Regions from separate parts of the Hordeum vulgare genome. Here region 1 is linked to region 2. Evidence: chromatin contacts called from public Hi-C data. All regions are on one chromosome and are shown on one strand. The core of a region is the stretch at or near the end of the contact, and the rest is flanking DNA. Distances in the headings are between cores, read along the strand shown.

The links. Hi-C and Micro-C count contacts between places; a contact is called where the count stands out from the background.
Region 1: a Hi-C map of leaf shows a contact between it and region 2, with 3 times the contacts expected there. The contact joins the promoter of LOC123449095 here to the promoter of LOC123449093 in region 2. A contact is called at or near these places in 4 of 6 Hi-C or Micro-C datasets (leaf, seedling and an unstated tissue).

Annotation. Positions count from the first base shown.
Region 1 is chr4H:489,704,846-489,711,883 of MorexV3_pseudomolecules_assembly, forward strand. LOC123449095 (mitogen-activated protein kinase kinase kinase 1-like) reads left to right here and starts at 3,612. Exons shown (of 9, transcript XM_045126182.1): 1 at 3,612-5,026; 2 at 5,540-5,624; 3 at 5,761-5,823; 4 at 5,956-6,113; 5 at 6,300-6,375; 6 at 6,488-6,547; 7 at 6,988-7,038. The coding sequence starts at 4,017.
Region 2 is chr4H:489,467,015-489,474,131 of MorexV3_pseudomolecules_assembly, forward strand. It overlaps LOC123449093, which reads left to right and starts at 2,756. Exons shown (of 18, transcript XM_045126179.1): 1 at 2,756-3,242; 2 at 4,767-4,830; 3 at 4,991-5,089; 4 at 5,623-5,819. The coding sequence starts at 2,952. LOC123449094 (eukaryotic translation initiation factor NCBP) reads left to right here. Exons shown (of 6, transcript XM_045126180.1): 5 at 1,232-1,351; 6 at 1,469-1,759. The coding sequence ends at 1,600.

The DNA of each region.
Region 1 (7,038 bases), core at 2,362-4,861, 240 kb after region 2:
TTGAGGGTACACACAACTAATCAATCCAAAATCTAGGTTCCACAATTCTTAGACGAGAAGAAAAGAATAAGTGCATCATGACAGTAAAAAAACTGAAAGTATCACACATGTTGAGACATAAATCTCATGATAATTTGCTTCAACTTATTGTCGCCCAACCCCATGGACCATCATCCCATGTCGTTGATAGATCATAACATGATCAACAAAGTGTTCTTTGTTCTTGTACAAAAACATAGTGTTAGAAATATATTTTTTTATCAAAACAACATCATCAATTGTAAACCCAAACATGCCAATACAAAACCCCAACGCCCCAAAGCAAGTAACAGTAGTGTTTGTAGAGCTACAAAGCCAATTTCCAAACAATCATGGAATGATCTTGGTTGAACAATTACAATATTATAACAACTCCAACTGGGCGACCCATTTCGTTCGCCGCCGTCCGTTTGGGTCCGCACGGACAAAAAGTTGGCCCAATGCGCCGACCCAAACGGACGCGCGTTCGCTTTTTGTCCGCATGCCGACCCACTCCCGGCCCAATTTTTGAGCCTGATTTGCGTCGGTGCAGACACGAAGCGGACACGCGTGACGCGTGCCTACTCCCCTCCCTGGCCTGCAAGTCGGCGGCAAAGCGGCCACTTTTCCCTCCACCCCTCCCCCCGCTCGCTCCCGCGCCCGCTCCCACCGCCATCAACGACGACCTCAAGACTGCCACCACCATCGCCTCCCTCGCCTCGTCTGGCACCGCCGCCGTAGCCAGAGGCAAGGTCCGCGCCCCCTGCAAGGCCGCCGCGCTGCCCAAGAACAAGATGAAGGAGTTGGCGCCAGAGGAGCGGGCCGTGGAGTCGGCCAAGAGGAAGGGCCGGAGGCACGCGCAGGATGCAAGGGGCGAGGCAGATGTCGTCGCCGCCATTGCCACCGCCGTGCAGCAGGAAGACACTAATTCCTGGGTGAAGGAGGCAACGAGGGAGGCCTTGTTGTACCTAGGGGTAAACCCTAGCCAGCACGGGCTTGTCGCCGTCATTGTCGCGGCCGTGGCCAGCACGAGCTCGTCAGCATATCCTCGGATGATGCTGTCGGAGTCGCCGCGCGTGTCTTCCACGCACCCGATTTCCGGCTTCCACGTCTACCCGCAAGGTAGCCGCTTCTCCAAGGAATGCTCACCGGAGGTGAGCATTGTGGCCCCTTCCACGCCCGCGCCGGTGACCATCGACCTCAACGCCACGCCGATGGCAGGCGGATCATCGTCTGGAGGCATGAGGAAACGCCAGCGCGAGATGCCAACCGACATGCTCACCTGCGCCTGCAATATGTTAGACGGAATGCTGGCGGGCGTCGACGATGACATGGCCAACCGTTTCCTCGAGAACACGATCTTCGAAGGTGGTGCGCCAGCGGCTGGTGCTTACTCCACGATTGCGTACGATCCCGATGAGTCCCAAAGCCAGGACGGTCGAGCTCCATTCATGCAAGATACCAATGATCCACATGACGCCTTCATGCAAGATCAGGTCGGCCTAGACGGCTTCCCGCTCGACCATGAGTTCCCGGAGGACTACGACCTTGAGGAGGAGGATGATGACATGGACATCGACGGGGAGCCTTTGTTCGAGGAGGAGCTTGCCAACCAAACTGTTGTCGGGGCTAAGCCGAAGCGCAAGAGCAAGCGGATGAAGGCATACACGTCGACCGAGGACAAGCTCCTTTATGAGTGTTGGAGGGACATTAGGCAAGACCCGAAGGTCGGCGCCGAACAAAAGTGATCAGCCTTATGGACTCATGTTCATCGTGAGTTCCATGAGCGCAAGAAGTTTCCCCCGTACCAAATGCAAAGCAAGCGTGGATGGGTGTCACTTTCGAAGCGTCGGAGCGTGATTCAACAAGAGTGCAACAAGTTTTGTGCCACCTATGAGAGCATCATGGCATGCCCTGTGAGCGGCCTCGACATGCAAGACATGGTATGCATGCCCTCTCATTCCCTTTTGGTGCCACGTATTTTTCCCGTGGATTGCATGTCCATTTGCCCACATATGCTTGCTTGGTTTGAGTTGTAGGTGTTCCAAGCTTTGGAGGCATTCAAGGTTCAACACGACGACACGACCTTTCCATCTCTCCCATTGTTGGACTATCATTAACAGGGAGAAGTTCAAGGCGCAATATGCCGCCCTCTTGGCGCGGGGGGGGGGGGGGGGGGGAGGTGCGGAGGAGCATGGTGACGGCGAGAATGCCCGGCCGCGGGGGAATACCAACTCGAAGAAGGAGGACAAGCGGGATGCAACGTCGATTGCCTTGCTTGAAAAGGTGGAGGGCATGATAAACAAGAAGGACTTGAGGGAGGAGAAGCGTCGGCAAGAAAAGGAAGAGCAAATGCACGTCTTCATGAAAATCCAAAGGAGGATGCTCGAGATGGACGCGGAGAGGCAACCCAAGATGCTTGAGTTGGAGGAGGCGAAGCAAGCCAAGATGCTTGAGAGCAAGGCCACGAATGCCAAGACCAAGGTGAAAGAAGTGGCCCTCGCAAGCATGAAGACGGGCGTGGAGATCATGAAGGTTGATCTGAACACCGTGTCGCCGAGGAAGAGGCTATGGTTCGAGAAGATGCAGGCCAAAATGCTCAAGTTCGACCAGCTGTGATCTACGACGGAGATCAGAGTCCCTTTTTTATATGCCGGCAAGTGTGCTAACATGACCACGGACCGACATGGCGTGGTCGAATCCCCGCCCCTTTTGGTGTGTTGGCATGTGTGCTGACCGCTCGCAAGTGTGTCCGCATGAACTACATGGTGGTTTTATGTAGGCTGACAATGTATGTCGGTCGCTCGCATGGTGCCAACATGAACCCTTAGACGTTGACATAAAGGTCTTTTTAATCTAAATGTGCGGATCTAAAATGGATTGTCTGCATTGGACGTACGTCCGACCCCCAAAAAAAAAGCGAACGGACGCGGAGCGGGCGGCCGACCCAAATGGACAAAACCATCGTCCGTTTGGATCGGCCGGTTGAAGTTGCTCTTACAAACTCTAAAAAGTTACAAGAACTCCGAATCAACTGAAAAAACAAAACCATACTAACTTACATCCTCGGTATATAAATAATTATAGTTAAAGAAAACTAGCACGATAAACGCACATATTTACGCAAAACTCTCGTGTGAGCATGCCATGCCAAGTCAACATTGAATGAAGAATGTGCATGGGCGTCATTTATGATTTCGGTAATGCTATCACTGAGCCATCAGCCAAGCACACCAACCTCCATTAAAGAGCACGAAACATACTGCACTTTGCAGTGGCAGAGAGCCCGAAAGGTACACGCGATAGCGGGTCGTTCGGTTTCGTGACACCACACAATTTACCATATGTTCCTTGGGACATGATGCTGCCTGTGTGATTAACTATATATGCACTCGACGTAAGTTCATATATATATATATATATATATATATATATATCTTGAATGAATAATAAAAAAATGGAGAAGCAGGAGCAAATGTACGCTAGTTACCGTGTGCTGACTTGGCAAGAGCCAAGAGGCAGGCACACACACGCCAACCCGACGACGGTTCAGCCCATAGTCACACGTCCGCACACACGCCAGCATCGCAACCATTCCATTCCAAAGTAGCCTCCGTCCGTCCCTCCCTCCCTCCCTCCCTCCCCGGCGACCAAAAGGCGCCCTCCGCCCCGCTGCCAGCCGGCCAGACCGCGACTGCGGCGAAGCTCCGCGCCGCGAGTGCCCTCGCGACCCACGGCGGCCACCACAAAGCCGAAAGGTACGAGTCAATGCGACAACGCACCCGTCTCCGCCCCTCCCACCTCGCCCACCAAACCAAAAAAAAAAACCAGCCTCGCGGCTGAAAAAAATATCCGCACCTCGCTTTGCCTTGCCGTCTCCTGCGCCACTCCCAAAGCCAGGCTCTCGCCCTCCCCACCCCTTCCCCCTCGCCTCTCCCTGCCCGTCCCGGAGCGCACCGCCCCGCCCCGCCCCGCCCCATGAGCAGCAGGCGCCGCTGATGGGCCGGCCGTCCCAGGACACCGCGACGTCCACCTCGCCGTCAGGCTCGTGCCGCTCGTCCAGGCGCGGCCCGCGGCTGGACCGCCGCAACGCGTCCAAGAACATCGACTACGAGTACGACCCGGCCAAGCTCTTCTGCAGCTACCCGCCGTCCCCGTCCAGGGCCTCCTCGGCCTCGGCCTCCGCCGCGCCCTCGCTCGCCAGCTCCGCCGCCTGCTCCGTCGACCTCAGCAGCTTCCGCATCGGCGGCAGCGGCGACGGCGGCGGCGACGTACAGCTCCTCTGCCGCAGCCTCGGCCTCTCCGGCCCCGACGACTTCGCCATCTCCCTCACCGACTGGGAGGCGCACAAGGCCTTCCGCTCCTCCGCCTCCGCCTCCTCCTCCGCCTCCAGCTCCCCCTCCGCGCGCTCGCAGCCCGACCGCCCCGTGCGGGAGTCCCCGCTCCGCCACGAGGCCGCCGAGGAGCCGCCCTTGCCAGCGGCCGCTGATTTCGAGCTCCCGGCCAAGGAGACCGCCAGGGTCGAGGCCCCAGTGCGGCCGGCATGGTTGGATCCGCCGGAGCCAGCCCGTCCGGATGTCAGGAAACCGGGCTGCGAGGGAGGGATCAAGGGCGTGCGCCCGCCGCCGGTGATGCTCAAGCCACCGCCGTCGATGGCACTGCCGCCCGCTGCCCAGGTGGGTTCCACGTGGGATATCCTGCTGTCTTTCGCGCCAGAGGACCAAGGACAACCACAGGCGGTCAGATCTGTCCCTGATTTTGGAGACCCGGATGCCGAGGACGACGAGGATGCGGCCGAAGTGTTGACGTTGGAAGATCTCAGGCTCGTGGAGAGCTCCGAGGAATTCACAGGCACATCCTCGATATCCACCACAAACGACGACGAGACAACCGAGTCCATGTTCTACGTCTCGCCCAACGGGAGGTTTAAGAGGAAGATCCGGTCGTGGAGTCGAGGTGTGCTCTTGGGGAGTGGCTCCTTTGGGACGGTCTATGAGGGGATCAGCGAGTAAGTTCTCTTTCACAGGAAAATAAATCGTTCCTTACATGCTGGTTGTTAACGTTATGCTTAAGATTAAGCACTCGGCATGCTATGTTTGTTCAAACTTCAAAGATAACCTAGGGTAGTATATCTACAAGCCTTGATTAACCCGAGTGGTGTAGAGTGATCCTCTGCTTGACTAGAAGCTCACTGGCCCCAATTTTAACTCTTAAGGACTACTTATTGCGTAGCAAAATACACAGATGACATGTAGCTTAGTAGTAAATAGCAATTGAATCATCTTCATGGTTTCATCTTCAACATAATCCTGATTCCTGAGTTGTGGTCAACTAGAATTAGCTAGAGTCAAAGTATCCAGTTCCGAACCAAATTCTCTAGAATACAGGGGAATATGATCATTTGTTTTGCCAAAATATTGCACTGCATCTGTTCCTACACTCTCTTATGTTTTTCTGTCACAAGTCTCCTACACGCTGTTCTACTTCTGCATCTTATGGTGTAATGATTGATGTTTCACAGCGAGGGAGTCTTTTTTGCTGTCAAAGAAGTGTCCTTACATGATCAAGGGAGCAACGCACAGCAGTGTATTTTCCAACTTGAGCAGGTTGGTTTAGCTGGTTGTTTGTGTTATTGATAATATCAGAGAGACAGAGACCTTGTCTTTTATGACTTCTTTCCTTCTATGTTCAATGGTATATTCTGAAATTTGGCCTCTTATTAACTTTCATTCTACTTTTCAGGAAATTGCACTCTTGAGTCAGTTTGAACATGAGAATATAGTACACTATTTTGGAACTGACAAAGTAAGCTCCCGATCTTCCGATTGTGCATCATTTTGCTCCATTGTTGAAGCACCGTTGTGCTCTATACTCATAGATTTCTTTGTGCTTATTTCATTTGATACTGATAATCATCCAATTGTGTGACTGTTGCAGGAGGACTCAAAACTTTACATCTTCCTTGAACTAGTGACCCAAGGATCTCTTGTATCTTTGTATCAGAAGTATCGCCTACGAGATACTCATGTTTCGGCATACACAAGACAAATACTTAATGGATTGACTTACCTCCATGAGAGAAACATTGTTCATAGGTAATAAGATTACATTAGTTCATGTACCAATGACATTAGGTTTTTGGTTTACCATGGTGTAAGATTAACTAGATCACTGGTTTTTGTTTTGCCTTCTAAATAAATATCACCTGACCCACATTGACAAGTCTTTAGGGCATTATGTATTGTTTTCATGTACTTATAGTTTAAAATATCATCTTGCAGAGATATCAAGTGTGCCAACATACTGGTGCATGCGAATGGATCCGTGAAGCTTGCGGACTTTGGACTTGCTAAGCAGGTCCGCTACTTTCTTGTAAAACCTAGTACATAATTTTGTGTTTGAACTTCAAATGTAGTTATCCATGCACTTACTTCGTGATTTAACATTTTCTTTGTCGATTGTCTTTCAGACCTCCAAACTCAATGTGCTAAAATCATGCAAAGGAACTGTATATTGGATGGCACCTGAGGTATATCTCCACCCTCTTAAGATCAGATTAGCATAGTAATTTGTTGAGAATAATCAATTAGCAAGTAGTGGTATAATTCTGAGGTAAAGGGGCTATGATGAGAAGTGTTAGGAGTTGTGTCTTGTTGCACTGAAATACAGCTTGGATTTCCACACTACATTTCAGTTAGCTTACTTTGTCGGACCTTTAAGTATCGTCATGGCTCACGACTAGTGACAACTATTGCACTTGTAGTTCACAGTGTATGTTGACGCTTAGTGGAGTAATTACGTGAGTTCCTAAGCGGTTAATTTAAGTTGGATTGGTTCTCAATGTTCTTTATTCGCTGTGGACATTCTTGTTTTTTGGCTAAACAAGATAGCATTTGGCATAAGCATGTTGTCATGTATGATATGTCCATACCTTTTCGATTATTCTAAATGGACACACTGAACTTTCAGGTCGTCAATCCCAAGAAGACATATGGACCTGCAGCTGATATATGGAGTCTG
Region 2 (7,117 bases), core at 1,506-4,005:
GACCTGAGGTAGTATTATTGCTATTTTCATGTTTACTGTGTGCACTTATGACTTGAAGCAAGTGGTTCAGCATAGAAGAAGTTGACGCTGATCCAGAAATGAATTAGCAGCCTTCCAAGATGCACTGTTCTGTGGTTACGGTTGACTGCTTTCTTAAGCATGCATGCCATATGCTATGCTTTACAAATTTTCACAAATTTTCACATGTCTACTGAGCCATACTTCTTGATCACCATTTCTATTTCTTTAATTTTGTATCTTCTTTTTTTGAAGTCCCTTGTCTCTAACTCTTGATTTAGTGTATAAATATTTTAGTCTGGCAGTCTAGTTTCCCTATCAATGTTTATGAAATCAAGATTGCAAATAATCTCATGCATGGCTCCTATTAGTAGATTTATGCATCACTAGTACAATGGGTGCAGTGGGTTTTAAAATGTGAAGCAAGATTTGTACCTATGGCTATTGTTCCCACAAACAAAACCTGTGGCACTGTACCTTTTGAATGTTTGCCTCGGCAAGTGGAGATTTGTGCTGCATTAAAGAAATCGAAGAGCTACGAGAAACATTTGGGTACATGGATGCCCTCTATCAGTTGTTGTCACATCCCACACCCTTCATGTTAATACGCAATGCCTGTTTAACATCATTTTTGTTTCTTCTTATTTATTTTTCTGAGTACACTTGTGGATATTGCATTTGTGTGAGGATACTAATTTGAGAGAGGAAGATATGTGTTGCATTTACTCATAAATTGGTTTAACTAATGTAATGGAAATGACACAACATGCTTCATCCTTGTGTTTTCCTGGTGCAACTGTTTGATTTTACTCTCATTCTGGTCTCCCACCATGAGCCCTCATATCTAGCTGATTTTACATGCTCTATTGTACTTGCAACAAGTAGGTTTGTTTTATCATTATTTTCTGGCACCATCTTCTTTTCTCTATATAGTGTCTGCTTGTTGTTGATGTCACATCCACAGCAATCTCAGATTTTCTTTGCTCATTCACATTTCATTTCCTGTCTTTGTTCTGCTTTTCTATGCGGCTTGTCCTCCCCTTTAGTCTCTGGGATCACAATCATTCAGTTTTACAGTGCCTCAAGAATGGCACCTGATTGCCCAAAATGTGTTCTGTTGATTAACAATTTTTATAAGGATTATTTGGTTAGGTCCTGCAGCTGTCGATGGCTTAGATTTTAATTCTTTCCACCATCATGTTTCTTTGTCCAGGTGCTGGTTCTAGTGGGTGACCAACTTGATTATAGTGATGATGTTTGTGGCATTGTGCTAAGTTGTCGTTTCAATGAAGACATCCTGAGTGTCTGGAATCGGAATGCATCAGACCACCAGGTTTGCGACTTCTCTTAATGTTTCTGGACTAAGGTGTTTGGATTTGACTGTGTTACCACCAGTTTTTTTTCTCTCTTCTCCATGTTATTCATTCGCTCGTGTTCTTGTGCCTTGCAGGCTGTGATGACATTAAGAGACTCAATTAAGAGGCACTTGAAGCTGCCGCACACCTATCTGATGGAGTACAAACCACATGATGCCTCGCTGCGAGACAACTCGTCCTACAGGAACACATGGCTGAGAGGTTAACCTCCATGTTGTCAAGGCTAGTCATGGCCCTTCTCGTGAACTTAATCCTTGTGGATTTTCGGTTCTGAAGTTTCAACCCAGCCATGATGTATGATTACTCTTTGTCATGCTACCATGTACTCTACAGAATTTCAAATGCCTAAGTATTGACTTTTATGATATTCGCCCGGATGGCTGTATGGTCGACTCGTTTTGGCAAGTACTCCCTCTGTCTCAAAATAAGTGACGCAAATTTAATATTAAATTAGTATAAATTTGGTATTAAAGCAGCAACACTTATTTTGGAATGGAGGGAGTATTTAGGTGAAACCTCGGGTTGCTCTTTGGATGGTGCTGATAATATCACAGAAATAGTAAGTACTCCAGGATGATAATTGAATCTCGGGAATGTCTGAGCACATTGTTTGGGTCTTTCAGACGGCACCGGTTACTCTTACCAGCAAAAAGAAAAATTAAGCACATACCTTTTGATCAGTAGTATAGCAAAAAACAAATTTTATAAACAAAGATCTGTGATATAAAGAGGGTTGGCCAAGAATTACATTTTGTTAGGGTAATGCCAAACCTTAGGCTGTGTTTGTCAGACAAGTATTTTTGGAGTATTTCTAGAATATCATGTTTTGTTTTTAGAAACCATAGTTTTGTAAACCCTGATGTATTTGGCATCAATAAATATATACAATAACTTACAAACCGCAATGCTTTTAAATAGCGTCTTTTGGTTTAAAAAAAATAGAGTATTCATTGACCAAACATTGGAATACCGAGGTTTTACATTACCACGGTTTCAAAAATACTGTGCTGCTAAAAATTAGGCCCTTGCATGTTCGCCAGACAAATCTTACACCAGGACTGGCAGTCAAAAAGACTGAAAAAAAGAAGAAGACTGGCAGTCAAAATAAAATAAAATAATAAAAAAATCTCACACTAGGGATTTGGGTAAACGGGCCAAGCCCGCGTTCTAGCCTTCTTAGTTCCACCCATCATCCCAGCCCATACAGTGCCAAATGGCTCTTGCCGTCGGCCTACTGCCCAGAAAAATCTGAGCACGGGCCCGATCAAAACACTGACACTCCGGCTAAAAAATAAAGAGAGAGAAAGAACACCGATACTCACTTTACTGCTCGCAATTCTGTCCGTACCGTAGCGTGCGCCGCGCCAACCTCCTCCCTCCCCTGGCTCCCGCCCAAATCCGCCCCCCCGCGCGCGCGCGCGCGCGTCCGCTCCACCGCGCGGGAGAAACGTGAAGCTAATCCATCCAGCCCCGTCTCCCGCCCCCTCGCGGCACTAAACAATTTCCAGCTCCCGAACCCCAAACCCTAGCCCCGGCTCCCCGCTCGATCCCGTTCCGATGGGCGGATCTGCTGACCCCGAGGACCCGGCGCCGATGCCCACGCCCACGCCGTCGCCAACGCCGTCCCCTGCGAAGCCGTCGCCCTCGTCGTCCGACGCGAAGCGCCTGAGGCGGTGCGTGCAGTCCAGGCTCCCGTTTGGGTCGGGCAGGTCCGGCGGCGGCGGCGGCGGCGCAGGGGTTGCCCCTCCCGCGCCAGCGGCCGAGGAGGCGGCTGGGAAGGAGGCCGCGGAGGAGCCGGAGAAGGCTAAGAGGAAGGCGAGGCCGCGGAGATCAGCGGCCGCCAGGAAGGTACTGCATTGCTAGAATTCGCCCCCGTCTCGGCTGTTGTCTGGTGCTTGCTCGGTAACTGGGCTGCTTTAATTCGCCCGCTGCGTTGAAATCGTGGATTCTCTATGCTCGCTTCCGTGTTGATAAATAAGTTCCTCCCGATTTTCAATTTTAAATAAGTTTGGAATGCACATGATTTCTTATACCTTGTTGGCCAAGTAGAGGTGCAAACAGATCGAGTAGTGACTCTACCACATCTGTATCTGTTGATGAACACCTGTAACTGATATACGAATTTGAACCAATTTTCTGCTCACATTAATACACCATGAGCATGGCAGGAAATATGTCGTCGGTGTATATAATAGCTAAATTACAGAATTGAAATTCAAGCCACATCACTTTGATCTGAAACAATTGGGCTGGCATGACGGATTTAAAGCTACATACGTGGGTTAGTCTGGGGACCGGGATAAGGTTAGACATACATCAAATGCCTAGTCTGATGTAGCCTGTAGCGTGTCTGGGCTGCTGAGTCCAGTCTTGATGTGAATATGGAAATTGGTGGCATTACTATATTTTGAGTGCTAGTTTATTCTTTCCATTTGCGTTTTGGGGAATATTAGTATCAAAATAAAACAGTACATCCCTACATTTCCCTTCCTTTTATTTGATGACAGGCACTGCATATTAAAGTTAAACACAGAAGATATGTCTACCCCGCAATCAAGTCACCTATCTTTTGCATGCTGTGCCTATACCTTGCTAATTTTTGTGCTACAAGTCTAGCAAATATCATGCCTGAAGGGTTGTAATCTTAGGCTTTTAGTAGTGGCTGCCTGTTCCATCAAGAACATCATTATCAAATATGTTTCTTCCCATCATCATGCACAAGTACTTGTATGGAACTGCCAACTTTCCACATTTCGCAAATCAAGCGGAGAAAAAGGGGAGCTCTAGGGCTGTACCTTCTTTGTGGAGTCAAATTCTGAACTTTCAGTGAACCAAGTAGTGATCCTCACAGATTAGTAACTAACAATGATGTTTCAAACCAACCACACATAACTGAGCTAAATGAATTGAATATGTTGACTCCCTGCTTACTGTTTGCTCAAGGAGTGTCCTCCCGTTTATTGCATAACCATTTAAGATCCAAGAGAATAGTTTAGAAAGGATACGGTAAAGGTTAGCTCTCTTCTTTCCACCAGTAAATTTTACCATCTATCTCTGTTGCAAGGCTTTGATTAAACCGTCCATGCCACCCAAATTATCTGAAGTGGATAAATTGAATTTGGCAATGCGATCCAGACAAAAACATTATAGAGAAGGAAAAAAAACTCGTAGATGGTTAATTGCAACCAGTGGCATGCACATTCTCCCAGTTCCATAATGGGTGAGGACTATGTTTATTTTTCGTGTTAATTTAGATTCTAGATCAGTCGTTTGGTTCAACTTATATGCTATATATTTGATGAATAAGCACATCTGTTCTGTTATCTTTCCTGATGTGCAAAATACTGATTTCTTTAATCAACCTTCATGTAGCCATCTTCAAACAAAGAGACCACTGGGTTGGATCCAGGTAGCAAGGATGAAGCTATTTTGGTTGGTATGTCAATCCAGTACAATATTTTTGCCTTCTTCCAGTGTTTCACTGGCCCATTCATAGTCAACTTCTCCTTATTTATTTGCTACATTGTGAAGGAGAACTGATGAATTCTATTGTGTTGGACATTTCATCTCTGAATATTTATTTTGTTGGATGTCAGATGAGAGCCCTCAGAAAAAGCAGCGGAAAGGTAGAAATCAAGATGCAGCGCGGAAGGCGCCTAATAGAAAGCGCTGCAAGGTATTGGAATCTCCTGATGGTCAGTCTTCTCTCATTCTCTCTCTCTCTTTCTCTCTCTCTTTCTCTCATCCATATGCTTACAGTAGGAACTGAAAAATCTATCTATCAAATATAAGCACCTCTTTGTATCGAACTATGCCTGTATATCCTAGTTTGGTATGGCTTAGTTTTTCTGAAAATGAACCCTATCCTGTTGATTTTAAGTGTGTACTATGGAAGGATTTTTTTTACCAAGTTCTCAAATGTTGACATATGAGAAAAATGGTACACCTATATTGAGTTTGAAAGAGTGAAAAATTTACATGTCGAGACGGATAATATTTCAGTTGTCCGCCATATAAGTTGAAGTTGTCATAGGTTGTGTCACATAGGGCATACAACAGTAGCTTAAATGTATTATTCTCTCACAGATTAAGAACCCTATGTGCATTGGTTACTCATTTGTGCCTATGTCCTCCTGAACAAGTTAGCTATCTACTTGCGATTTTACGTATTTCTTGGTTAACATGAACTCCACTTTGACAGAGGTGTAATAACATTTTTTTTATGAAGGTCACAGAAGCTGTCAGCAACTGCATAGCAATCAGACTGAAGCTATCTTACCTGAAGGATCATCTGTCTCAATTGATATAGATCTGAATAATGTGCCTTCTGAAGCAACACAGGCTAATGACAACAATGTATTAGACAATGAAGATAAGTCACAGGTGATAGTTGACCTAAGGTCAGAGGCGAAAATAGCTGCACAGGTACGCTCCAGTATCATTGTCTGCATTGTTGAGATATGCCGTGTGCTTCTCGTCTCGTGAGGGCAGTTGCTACCATCAAATTTGTTGGCAGTTCATATTTGCAACTGTTTGAATGTCACCTTCTCATCCCAAGAAAGAGGGTCGAGTAAGATGGTACTCATGCAGAACATCTGATACTTTATTTTACGGATTGGTGGTGGTTGTCTTACAATACATTTGCAACTCTCTTATAGTGATAACTTGACTTGACCATTAAGAAATAATCTCTATATTATGGAAGCAAACTAACCAAAGATAAGCATCTAGTCCCCAGTTAATGAAACTAAGAACGCTTGAACACTAAGGTGTGTTTGGTTCATGCTATAGCATGTGCCCTACCAAAATTTGCCAACAATTGGCCAGCAAAAAATGGCTAGAGATTCCTTGACTATTTGCTGGTGATAAACTTGGCGAGATTTGTGAAGGCAATGCTAGGCGAGTTGGCAAGATTCCATAGGCAACTAAAATTTGGGTAACCAACCAAGTGAAAGCCGTAGAGAGTGTTAGAGTTAATCTTGACATGAGTCATGTACACGTGCATGTGTGCACATCATGCAGTTTAGTCTAGGTTATTAAGTGCCCCGTGAAGCTTCAGCTCTGTGCGCGAAGGAGGCGAGATGTGTGGCTGTCGTGCGATGCGGCGAACACGGCAGGATGTCGATGGTGCCGTGCGATACGGCAGCGCCGTGGGAAGCCGCAAAACGAGGTGGAGGCTGAAGCGTGACGGACTGCCTCGGCAAAGCTTTGTGCTCTTCCTTCTTGTGTGTGTGTGTGTATCCTTGTGTTCTTGAGAGAAGAGAGAGAGCTGTGAGAGGCAGTTTAGAGGAAGAAGAAGAAGGCGCAGAGGAGCAGCGCTGTGGGAGGTAGAAGAAGAGGCGCTGCGACGAGGCGGCGCCAACAGAGAGGCAGAGACCTTAGAGCATGGTTAATAGTATAGCCAACTGCTGGCTATAAGCCATCTTATAGCCCATCTTATAGCTAGCTTGTACAATAGTTAGCTATAAAAGAGTACTACTTTTATCATATATGGCCCACCTTTCATTCTCACAAAGTACCTAGGAGCACGTGCTAGAGCCGGCTCTTCACGAAGAGCCCGCTTCCCTTCTCTCTCCTCTTCTCTCTCATCCAACTCAGCAAAAATATAATATTTTATGCCTTACAGCCTGCTGACTGTACCTTATTGTACTTGCTCTTAGTTGCTCTGTTTATTTCTTGTTGTAATCTGAGCTGTATGTCCATGGCCTTGCTTGTTAGACCTT